2 separate regions of the Mus musculus genome follow, and region 2 is linked to region 1. Evidence: chromatin contacts called from public HiChIP or PLAC-seq data. All regions are on one chromosome and are shown on one strand. Each heading gives the region's core, a stretch centred on a gene start, on an enhancer-like site or on the middle of the called end of the contact. The rest is flanking DNA. Distances are from core to core; before and after follow the strand shown.

Region 1 (5,789 bases), core at 195-2,694:
GACAGAAGCATGTCCATAATCTGTTTCTGAAGTGTAAAAGTGATATTTGTATTGTAGAAACAAAAAGAAAATAAATAATGAGTCACTTCGATTTTATGCAAAGGAAAAAAAGGCCTATTTGGGATCTGCAGACAGAACATGGACCATATCAACCAGCTTTCAGTTCCTTTGATACATTTTAATGTTTAAAAACTGAACATATATTTCTTTAATAATATAGAAAGATTGAAGCTAGACAAACTGAGTCAGCAGACAGTTCTAGCACAGAAAGGTCCTAGTAGCATTACTATTTTGAGCATATAAAGAGCAAATCACGAAGCGAATGTTTCTCCCTTCCCTAAATAGCCATTTTATTTCTCTTTTTCTGGGCAGTAGTGCCTTTTTATATTTTGTAAGGAGTGGTAAACATAGAAAGACAACTGCTCTCTTTTAATGCTTTGTGAGATTTTTAAAAACGTAGTTCATAGGAAGATGAGGAAGTAATACAACCCAGGGAAACCAGACTGAGATAAGCTTCAAGGCATTTTAAATTTTGCAAGCTTAAAAAATTAATTACATGACTGTTTGCTAACCAAGGTAGCTGACTCACCAGCAAAGCCACCTCGTCATCATTTTCAGAATTAACAGAGGATTCTATCTGAGTTCTGCTTTATCAACTGTGCTGCTTATAAGAGCTGGAACCATTTGAACTTTAGAAGATTCTACTGAAGCCACGCATTCCCAATGAGGTAATGCCATTTGTATTGCCCTGAACATACTTGATCTTACTTGAAAATATAGCTTTTAACAAAAGGCCATAATACAGTCATATATGCATGCGCTCCAGCTGCTTTGCAGTCTCCAAAATATGGAGGGTAAAGTATAAGCACAAATGAAGTAAGATGTTCAAGCTAAACAGAGTACTAGATTTATACATACATATATACATACATACATAATGTATGCACATATACACATAACAGTGTATAATACATACATAGTACAAAAATCCCAGTAGACTTAGGAGAATGCTAGAAAATGGTGTGTTTCTTTGTTGAAAGTGTAGCTACAAACAGATCTTACAGCTTCTCTACCTATATACTATACAATGCATGCTGTTTCCCACACCAGCCTTTCTGTAGATGTCTTTACTTGAAGCTAAGAATATAAACAGCTGGATAGTTTCCTTCTTTTCTCATCTCTTGATCCCTCTCTGTCACTTCCCACAGTGAAACCACTATTTTTTTTTTTTTGATTTTTCGAGACAGGGTTTCTCTGTAGTTCTGTCTGTCCTGGAACTCACTTTGACTCACTTTGTAGATCAGGCTGGCCTCGAACTCAGAAATCCGCCTGCCTCTGCCTCCCAAGTACTGGAATTAAAGGCGTGCACCACCACGCCCAGCTTGAAACCACTACTTATTCAGTGCACAACATGTCAAATAAATTTTTTACCCGCTAACTTAGTGCTTAGAAGAGCAGTATGAGTCAGACTGTCTGGGGAAACAAATACCTAGAATAACAGCAGCAAAAAGGAATTCTAAAAAGTATGTTTTGGGAAGTGAGTGTTTTTCTTGGCCAAAAGCAAAGAGAAAAGGAAAGATAGTGGTCTCAGCTGATACTTAGGGGCTAAGGACTTAACTTGGTGATAGAATGAAGGCTTAGCATGTGTGAGGCTTCAGCAATGAACACTCCCATGGAAAAGGAGGGGGAGGGGAAGGGAGAGGAGAGGAGAAGGGAGGCAAGGTTTTCTCTCTCTAGCTCTCAATATCTTTATACTTTATGTTAGTTTTCTCCAGTTCTCTGTTGGTAGAGACACTTATTTTGTAGTTTTCTGCATTGAATGCACAGACCTCCTCTAAACATGGTAAAAGATGCAAGACAGTTGCTTCTTTGGGTAACAACAGATCAGCTATTTATCCATGTAAACACATGCAAGCCCTGCAACATCCCACAAGCCACAAAGAGGAAGCAACATCTACTGACATGAGACACAGTCTGCTCCCTTCAGCCACCTTTCTTTCCCATTTTTTCTTAGATATTTTCTTTATTTACATTTCAAATGTTATCTCCTTTCCTGGCTTCCCCCTCTGAAAACCCCCTATCCACTCCCCAATAACCCTGCTCAACCACCCACCCACTCCCACTTCCTGGTCCTGGCATGCCCCTACACTGAGGCATAGAGCCTTCATAAGACCAAGGGGTCTCCTCCCATTGATGATCAACTAGACCATCCTCTGCAACATATGCATCTGAAGCCATGAGTCCCTCCATGTGTACTCTTTGCTTGGTGGTTTATTCCCTGGGAGCTCTGGGGTTACTGGTTGGTTTATATTGTTGTTCCTCCTATCAGGCTGCAAACCCTTTCAGCTCCTTGGGTCCTTTCTCTAGCTCCTCCATTGGGGAAACTGTGCTCAGTCCAATGGTTGTCTGAGAGCATCCACCTCTGTATTTGCCAGGCACTGGTAGAGCCTCTCAGGAGAGAGCTATATCAGACAACTGTCAGCAAGCACTTGTTGGCCCCCACAATAGTGTCTGAGTTTGTGACTTTATAAGGGAGGGAACTCCAGATGGCACAGTCTCTGGATGGCCTTTCCTTCAGTCTCTGTTCCACACTTTATCTCTGTATCTCCTCCCATGGGTATTTTGCTCCCCCTTCTAAGGACCAAAGTATTCACACTTTGGTCTTTCTTCTTCTTGAGCTTCATGTGGTCTGTGAATTGTATATTGGAAATTCTGAGCTTCTGGGCTAATATCCACTTATCAGTGAGTGCATATCATATGTGTACTTTTGTGATTGGGTTACCTCACTCAGAATAATTTTTTAGTTCCATCCATTTGCCTAGGAATTTCATGAGTTCATTGTTTTTAACAGCTGAGTAGTACTCCGTTGTGTAATGTACCACATTATCTGTATCCATTAATTTGTTGAGGGATATCTGGGTTCTTTCCAGCTTCTGGATATTATAAATAAAGCTGATATGAACACAGCAGAGCATGTGTCCTTATTACATGTTGGAGCATCTTCTGGTGTTGTTGAGTGGTATTGTTGGGTCCTCAGGTAGCAAGTACTATATCCAGTTTTCTGAGGAACCCCCAAATTGATTTCCAAAGTGGTTGTACCAGATTGCAATCATACCAACAATGGAGGAGTGCTCATCTTTCTCTACTACCCTTCCAGCATCTGCTGTCACCTGAGTTTTTGATCTTAGCCATTCTGACTGGTGTGAGGTAGAATCTCAGGGTTGTTTGATTTGCATTTCCCTGATGATTAAGGATATTGAACATTTTTAGGTGCTTCTCAGCCATTTGGTATTCCTCACTTGAGAATTCTTTGTTTAGCTCTGTACCCCATTTTTAATAGGGTTATTTGGTTTTCTGGACTCTATAAACTTCTTTGAGCTACTTGTATATATTGGGTATTAGTCCCCTATCAGATTTAGGATTGGTAAAGAACTTTTCCCCATCTGTTGCTTGCCTTTTGGCCTTATTGACAGTGTCCTTTGCCTTACAGAAACTTTGCAATTTTATGAGGTCTCATTTGTCAATTCTTGATCTTAGAGCATAAACTATTGGTGTTCTGTTGAGGAAATTTCCCCGTGTCCATGTCCTCAAGGCTCTTCCCCACTTTCTTTTCTATTAGTTTCAGTGTATCTGGTTTTATGTGGAGTTCCTTGATCCACTTGGACTTGAACTTTGTACAAGGAGAGAAGAATGGGTCAATTCGCATTCTTCTACATGATAACCACCAGTTGTGCCAGCACCATTTGTTGAAAATGCTGTCTTTTTTCCACTGGATGGTTTTAGCTCATTTGTCAAAGTTCAAGTGACCATAGGTGTGTGGGTTCATTTCTGGGTCTTCAATTCTATTCCATTGATCTACCTGCCTGTCACTGTATCAATACCATGCAGTTTTTATCACAATTGCTCTGTAGTGCTGCTGAGGTCAGGAATGGTGATTCCACCAGAGGTTCTTTTTTTTTTCAGTTTCATATTTATTTTATTTTTATTTTCTTCATTTACATTTCCAATGCTATCCAAAAAGTCCCCCCATACCCTCCCCCAACCCATCCCCCACTCCCACTTCTTGGACCTGGCATTCCCCTGTACTGAGGCATATAAAGTTTGCAAGACTGATGGGCCTCTCTTTCCAATGATGGCCGAATAGGCCATCTTCTGATACATATGCAGCTAGAAACACGAGCTCTGGGGGGTGGGGGGTACTGGTTAGTTCATATTGTTGTCCCACCTATAGGGTTGCAGACCCCTTTAGCTCCTTGGGTACTTTCTCTAGCTCCTCCATTGGGGGTCCTGTGATCCATGCAATAGCTGACTGTGAGCATCTACTTCTGTGTTTGCTAGGCCCCGGCATAGCCTCACAAGAGACAGCTATATCAGGGTCCTTTCAGCAAAATCTTGCTAGTGTATGTAATGGTGTTGTTATTGAGAATAGTTTTCGCTATCATAGATGTTTTGTTACTCTAGATGAATTTGCAGATTGCTCTAACTCTATGATGAATGGAGTTGGAATTTTGATTGGGATTGCATTGAATCTGTAGATTGCTTTTGGCAAAATAGCCATTTTTACCATATTAATCCTGCCAATTCATGAGCGTGGGAGATCTTTCCATCCTCTGAGATCTTCTTCGATTTCTTTCTTCAGAGACTTGAAGTTCTTATCCTACAGATCTTTCACTTGCTTACTTAGAATCACACCAAAGTATTTTATAATATTTGTGACTATTGTGAAGGGTGTTGTTTCCCTAATTTCTTTCTCAGCCTGCTTATCCTTTGAGTAGAGGAAGGCCACTGATTTTAAATTAATTTTATATCCAGCTACCTTGAAGAAATTATGAGGTTTAGGAGTTCTCTGGTGCAATTTTTGGGGTCACTTAAGTATAAGATTAAATCATCTGCAAATAGTGATATTCCAACTTCTTCCTTTCTATATTGTATTCCTTTGAACTTCTTTTGTTGTCTAATTGCTCTGGCTAGGATTTCGAGTACTTCCCTCAAACTGAATATTGAATAGGTAGGGAGAGAGTGGGAAACCATGTCTAGTCCCTGATTTTAGTGGAATTGCTTCAAGTTTCTCTCCATTTAGTTTGATGTTGGCTACTGGTTTGCTGTATATTGCATTTACTATGTTTAGGTATGGGCCTTGAATTCCTAATCTTTCTAGGACTTTTATCATTAAGGGATGTTGGATTTTGTCAAAAGGTTTTCTGCATCTAATTAGACGATCATATGGTTTTTTTTTCCTTTGAGTTTGTTTATATAGTGAATTATCTTGATGGGTTTCCATATATTTAACCATCCCTGCATCCCTGGCATGAAGCTTACTTGATCGTGATGGATGATCATTTTAGTGTGTTCTTGGATTTGGTTTGCAAGAATTTTATTGAGTATTTTTGCATCAATGTTCATAAGGGAAATTGGTCTGAAGTTCTCTTTCTTTGTTGGGTCTTAGTATGGTATCAGCTTAATTGTGTCTTCATAGAATGAATTGGGTGGAGTACCTTCTGTTTCTATTTTCTGGAATAGTTTGAGGAATATTGGTATTACATCTTTAAAGGTATGATAGAACTCTACAATAAATCCATCTGGTCCTGTGCCTTTTTTGGTTGGGAGACTCTTAATGACTGTTTCTATTTCTTTAGGGGATATAGGACTATTTAGATCATTTATCTGATCCTGATTTAACTTTGGTACCTGGTATCTGTCTAGGAAATTGTCCATTTCACCCAGATTTTACAGTTTTATTGAGTATAAGCTTTTATAGTAGGATCTGATGTTTTTTTAGATTCCCTCGG
Region 2 (6,005 bases), core at 949-3,448, 110 kb before region 1:
TCACCTCATAGGCACAGATACACAGTCCATTCCACAGTTGATCCACTATCTCTACATCCTGTTCAGCGCCTCCAGTCCCTGGGACAGGCATGCGCTTTGCTTCATGGTAATGTACATCAGCTTTTCCTGCAGGACTTCCCTACCAATGATTTTGAGGGGAGCAATAACTGACATTGATTCATCTGACCTTGCCTAAGCTCATGTTTTAGGGATCCATCATTTTCTAGTATTTCTAATTTTATATTCACTTGTGGATATCAGTGTCAAACACAGAAGCATCCACCTCACATGGAGATTGCTGAACAGAATTCTGAAAATCAAACCATTATAGTCCCTTTTGCTTTACAAAAATAGGTACAGGTGGGTGTAGATATAGATATAGAGATAAATTAGAGATAGATATAGATTAGAGATATATAGAGATATAATAGAGGTAGAGAGATAGAGATAGAGATGGGTGAAATGATAGACACCTTAGTGCTTCTCCATTTTTAATGGAACTATGAAGACCATAATGAATTGATGCCATTATTGATTTTTGAAATGTCATTTGTTTAGAATGGTCGAATGATTGCTGAAGGCCCAAGATCTTGGTTTCTAGCTCAGTGCAATTAGTGGGTAGTAAAACATTTGGGGGCCTTGGTGGGAGGCCTATGTGTTTTTGGAAGTATGACCTCAAAAAAGATTATTGGAACTCTCTGTTTTGCTTTCCAGGCACCTTAAAAACAGCTTGCTCTAGTATGCACCCCTACTCAAATATACTTTCTTCCCACTGACCCAAAACCTACAGGGCTAACCCATGGATTGGAATGTCTACATTGTGAACTAAAGTTGACTTCCTCTTTGTATAAGTTGATTGTTTCATTTATTTGTTAAAGAAATAAAAAGCCAACCAACACTAATACATGTCTCTTTTGTGTGTAAGCGTGTTCATGTTTTCATGTGTTCATGGGCAGGTGTGTGTGTGTGTGTGTGTGTGTGTGTGTGTGTGTGTTTGCTCATCAGGTACCACTTTCCACTTTATTTTTTGAGACAGGGCTTCTCACTGAACCTGGAGCTTATCAATTTGGTGAGACTTCTCAGTTACTAACAAGGTCCAGGAACCCACCAGTCTCCAGCACTGGAATTATAAATACACATCGTTTTACCTGCTTTTTACATGGGTGCTATGGAATCCAAATTCAGGTCATTTTGCTTGTGAGAAAAGCACTGCACTATCTAAGCCATCAATCCAGCCTTATTGCTCTTTGTTTTTTAGTAAGTCTGGGTGTCTCATCATTTTCATTTCCTAAATTTATGAGTTTATTCCATTTTAACTCAAGCATAGTACAGGCTAAATATTATCACCCAAACTTCTATTCAACAAAAACAGGTACATAATTTATTCTTATGGTCTGTGAGTGTATTGGTTACTCAATTGCTGTGATAACATACTATGACCCAAAGTAACTTAGGAAACAATGTTTACTTTGCTTTCCAGTTCCAGAGGAAGATAGGAGGGGAGGCATGGCAGCAGGAAGCTGAAAGGACAAATCTTCAACCACAGTCAGAAAAAAAAAATTGAAGGGTGAGGTTATAACTTCTCAGAGCCCACCCATAGTAATGTACTTCTTCCCACAAAGCCACACCTACTCATTACTTCTCCAAACAGTACTGTCTGCTGAGAAATAGGCATTCATATCTGTGTACTCTGAGAGACATTTCTCATTTAAACCACCACAGTGACATTAATATTCTAAGTATTGAAAATCATGACATGGATATTTTCTTAATTGCCATTTTTAATAGTAAGCAAGTAATCAAAATTATAGAAATATGGTGTTATTTATTAGCTATTATATGGGTCACTAATTTATGTTGATATAACACAATTTATTAGAGTAAGATAAATTCATTATTCTAACTTATGTGTCAGTGAGTTGAAAGGAACTCAACTTTGCCTAGCCTAATCTTGCCAGTGGTCACTTTGCTATATGTCTCTATCATAGATCTCTGTTCATTGCAAGTTGGTAGATGTATCAGAGAGCAAGTGAGAAGATGTAAGACATAAGGAAGAGTATCTCTTATATTCAAGTCTCATAGCCAAATTAACTTACCAAGCAAACTTGGAAGTACGGGGTGAGAAGTTGTGATTTCTAATTCATAATAAAGACTATCTATTTGGTCTTTACCCCAGTTCCTGATGTGAAACTAAAGGTCATGAAATTTCCAAAGTAGTATGAGATCATAAAGGTGAAAGCCTCAGCGGTTAAGAGTACTGACTGATCTTCTGAAGGTCCTGAATTCAAATGCCAGCAACCACATGTTGGCTCACAACCATCCGTAATGAGATCTGAGGCCTTCTTCTCAGGTGTCTGAAGACAGCTACAGTGTACTTACATGTAACAAATAAATCTTTTTCAAAAAAAAGTTTTTTTCAGACATAGCTGAGGTTATGTCAATGTGGTGATATTTGGCAACTCTCAAAGGAAGGAAACTGGTTAGAGGATGAGAAACCTCAGGCCTCTCATTCACCCCAAGGCTTCCTTCTTTGCCTGCTTGCCCTTACTTTCCAGCACAACTGTTGCAACCTACTTCTTCAGGATTCCAGCATATACAAAAGACCAGCTGAAACACCCAGTCTTGTGGAACTGAGCAACAACTACCAAATTCTTGGACTTCCCATTCACAGCTGCCCATTGTTGGGTTATTTGGACTGCAGACTGTAAGTCATCCCAATAAATTTCTTTTTTTCTTTTTCTTTTTTATTAGGTATTTATTTCATTTACATTTCCAATGCTATCCCAAAAGTCCCCCACAACTTTCCCCACCCACTTCCCCACCCACCCACTCCCATTTCTTGGCCCTGGCGTTCCCCTGTACTGGGGCATATAAAGTTTGCACGACCAATGGACCTCTCTTTCCACCGATGGCCTACTAGGCCATCTTCTGATACATATGCAGCTAGATACACGAGCTCTGGGGGGTACTGTTTAGTTCATATTATTGTTCCACCTATAGGGTTGCAGATCCCTTTAGCTCCTTGGGTACTTTCTCTAGCTCCTCCATTGGGGGCCCTGTGATCCATCCAATAGCTGACTGTGAGCATCCACTTCTGTGTTTGCTAGGCCCCAGCATAGTCTCACAAGAGACAGCTATATCTGGGTCCTTTCAGCAAAATCTTGCTAGTGTATGTAATGGTGTCAGCATTTGGAAGCTGATTATGGGAATATATAGAGCTGTTCTATAAGTTCTGTGACTCTAGAGAATCCTGACTGATAGTCCCGATATAAAGTCTCCATCATCACTGCAGAAGATGAAGTTCAGAGAACCATGCTGGGAACATGGTGCATTTTAAGGGGTTCTGTTGCTTCTCCCCAGATTTTTTAATTAGATATTTTCTTTATTTACATTTCAAGTTTTATCCCCTGTCCCCATTTTCCCTTTGAAAACTACCCTATTCCATCCCCCCCTCCTTCCTCACTAACCTACCCACTCCTGCTCCCCTGTCCTGAGATTCCCCTACATTGGGGCATGGAGCCTTCACAAGACCAAGGGCCTCTCTTCTCATTGATGTCCCACAAGGCCATCCTCTGCTACAGATGCAGATGGACAATGTAGCCCTCCACGTTACTCTTTGGTTGGTGGTTTAGTCCCTGGGAGTTCTGGGGGTACTAGTTGGTTGATATTGTTGTTCCTCCTATGGGCCTGCAAACTCCTTCAGTTCCTTGGGTCCTTTCTCTAACTCCTTCATTGGGGACCCTGTGCTCAGTCCAATGGGTGGCTGTGAGCATCCACATCTATATTTATCAGGCACTGGCAGAGCCTCTCAGGAGACAGCTACATCAGGATCCTGTCCCCAGATCTTACCATATAGCCATTTGGTTGTTTCTGGGTTGTATGTTTTTATGGTCTAGTAGTTCCTTCTCGTGCATGTTTTCAGTTCCAGTAAGCCTCTCAGCGAATATACAAAATAGGAAATTCCAAATATTTCAGAAAATCCCCAAAATTAAAAGCCAAGAAATTTAAATTTGATTCCAATCTGAGTAATGATGAACTCCCATGTCACTCTGGTTTGTCATGCAAAAGATATAAATCATAAATTTTTTTAGTTTCCACACTCTGTATATACTTTTCATCCTTTGATCCTGAGTGAATCCGAAGTTGGGAACAGCACAAAATGAAACAATGTTATTTAAGAGAATAGACTAGACATTTCACTTTGGGAGGTAAGGGTTCAACCATCTGTGAATACGAGTATTCAGAAGAGGGCAAGAAGACAGTGAGATGGTAAGTGTTGAGGACGATCAAAACCAATATGGCTAGTAGAAGATAAAGAATCGATTACATAACAAGGATGGAAATGTGCATAAAACAAGAGTCTGATAACCTTGAGATAACAGTGATTAGTATTTTTAGCCTCTGGGCATAGTGTCAGTGCCTGTGATCCAGGTGTAGAGATGATTAGTGTTCTTTGGAGCAGATAAATGCTAAATAAGTCTCCCAGGTTTATGTTTCCTGATTCCATTCAAAACCCTCTTTCAAATGGTGCTTTATTATCTCCCTTTTACTCTCACAATAGCTGATAATGTGACCACAGAGACATGAATCATGTCACATCATCCTAGGGGAGGTATGCATAATCAAATAGTATAATTTTGAGTGACAACTGGGACCATATTCATATAACTTATACTACAGAATAATCCTATAGTGGATCCATCGTAATTGGTCTAGTTTATTATTGTCATGACTAATTTTTGTTTTGTCTAATTTATAAATCAAACTTAATTGTGTTCATAGATGGATAGTAATAAACAAAGAACATATTGGACTTTTTGCTATCTGCAGTTTCAGGTATCAGTAGGAAGCCTTGGAATGTGGAATATGATTACAGGGAAACTGTTAGAAACTGCACCATAGACAGTAAACTGTTTCATTGAGTTCTGGGAGTTCATTTAGAAAATTTGAAGGTCAAAAGGTGTGCTTGGTGGGATATGGAACTGCCTCAGTTTTGTCCACAGTCACTAAGCATGATTATCTCATGCTTGGGGCGAGGGCATGATTATTGCCAGCTGCAGATAGTTTAATTCTGGGGACTCTGGAGAGGGTATAAACTCAAGACCTTCAAGAGTGCTTGGGTGGCTGCTGCTTCTCACTGCTGGTGCTTCCATTGCTGTTGTATTTGCTATTGCTGGGCTGCTGGACTACTGGACTGCTAGACTGCTGGATTACTGGATTACTGGATTGCTGGATTGCTGGATTGCTGGATTGCTGTTTTGCTGTTGGCTTCCTGTTGGTTTGCTGCTGGTTTGCTGGACTCCCAGATATTCTGACTAAAAAGACTGGATTTGCCCCCAAAGAACCTATCTACCTTGAATTCCTTCCAAGCTGATTGAAAAACCCCACACACAGTGTTCCATCACTGAAAGTATTTTTAATAGTCATGATATTGGTTTAAAAAATAAAGGTCGATGCTTTTTTGTACAATTTGGTTTCCAGGCATGAAGGTATTCAGATCTTTTTCTCTCTTTTATTTTTACCTTTTTGATTTTTTTTTTTTGAAACATGGTTTCTCTTTGTAGCCCTGACTGTCCTGGAACTCAATCTATGGACCAAGCTAACCTCAAACTCAGAGATCTTCTTGTTTCTGCCTCCCAAGTGCTGGGATTAAGAGTATTGCCAAGACCTGACTAGTATTAGGTTTGCAAAATTAATTTTTCTATCTTTCTTTCCTTCTTCTTTTTTTTTTTTTTAGTTTGTATGTGCACTGGCTCCTTCTGTGTGTCAACTTGACACAGCTGGAGTTATCACAGAGAAAGAAGCTTCAGTTGAGGAAATGCCTCCACGAGATCCAGCTCTAAGGCATTTTCTCAATTAGTGATCAAGGGGGAAAGGCCCCTTAGGGTGGGATCATCTCTGGGCTGGAAGTCTTGGGCTCTATAAGAGAGCAGGCTGAACAAACCAGGGGAAGCAAGCCAGAAAGAAACATCCCTCCATTGCCTCTGCATCAGCTCCTGCTTTCT

What was found. HiChIP or PLAC-seq counts read pairs in DNA pulled down with a chosen protein or histone mark.
Region 2: a contact with region 1 is called in an H3K27ac HiChIP or PLAC-seq map of bone marrow-derived dendritic cells, with 2.4 times the contacts expected there. The contact joins two enhancer-like sites. A contact is called at or near these places in 1 of 15 datasets of contacts at CTCF or cohesin (large pre-B cells), 5 of 484 Hi-C or Micro-C datasets (the AML12 cell line, bone marrow-derived macrophages, cortical neurons and 2 more), 4 of 115 datasets of contacts at active chromatin or transcription factors (bone marrow-derived dendritic cells, bone marrow-derived macrophages and embryonic stem cells) and 2 of 9 other capture datasets (adipose tissue and liver).

What each region holds. Positions count from the first base shown.
Region 1 is chr10:57,717,371-57,723,159 of GRCm38.p6, reverse strand. All of the region lies in intron 3 of Pkib (protein kinase inhibitor beta, cAMP dependent, testis specific), which reads right to left. Among named protein-coding and RNA genes, the nearest start is that of Fabp7, 65 kb to the left of the region's middle. Within about 2 kb of position 1,444, at least 17 of the 459 cell types and tissues checked have an H3K27ac peak or open chromatin away from gene starts, as enhancers often do. A contact at or near this core is called in bone marrow-derived dendritic cells, where this site is marked.
Region 2 is chr10:57,831,789-57,837,793 of GRCm38.p6, reverse strand. No RefSeq gene overlaps it. Among named protein-coding and RNA genes, the nearest start is that of Smpdl3a, 40 kb to the right of the region's middle. Within about 2 kb of position 2,198, at least 12 of the 459 cell types and tissues checked have an H3K27ac peak or open chromatin away from gene starts, as enhancers often do. A contact at or near this core is called in bone marrow-derived dendritic cells, where this site is marked.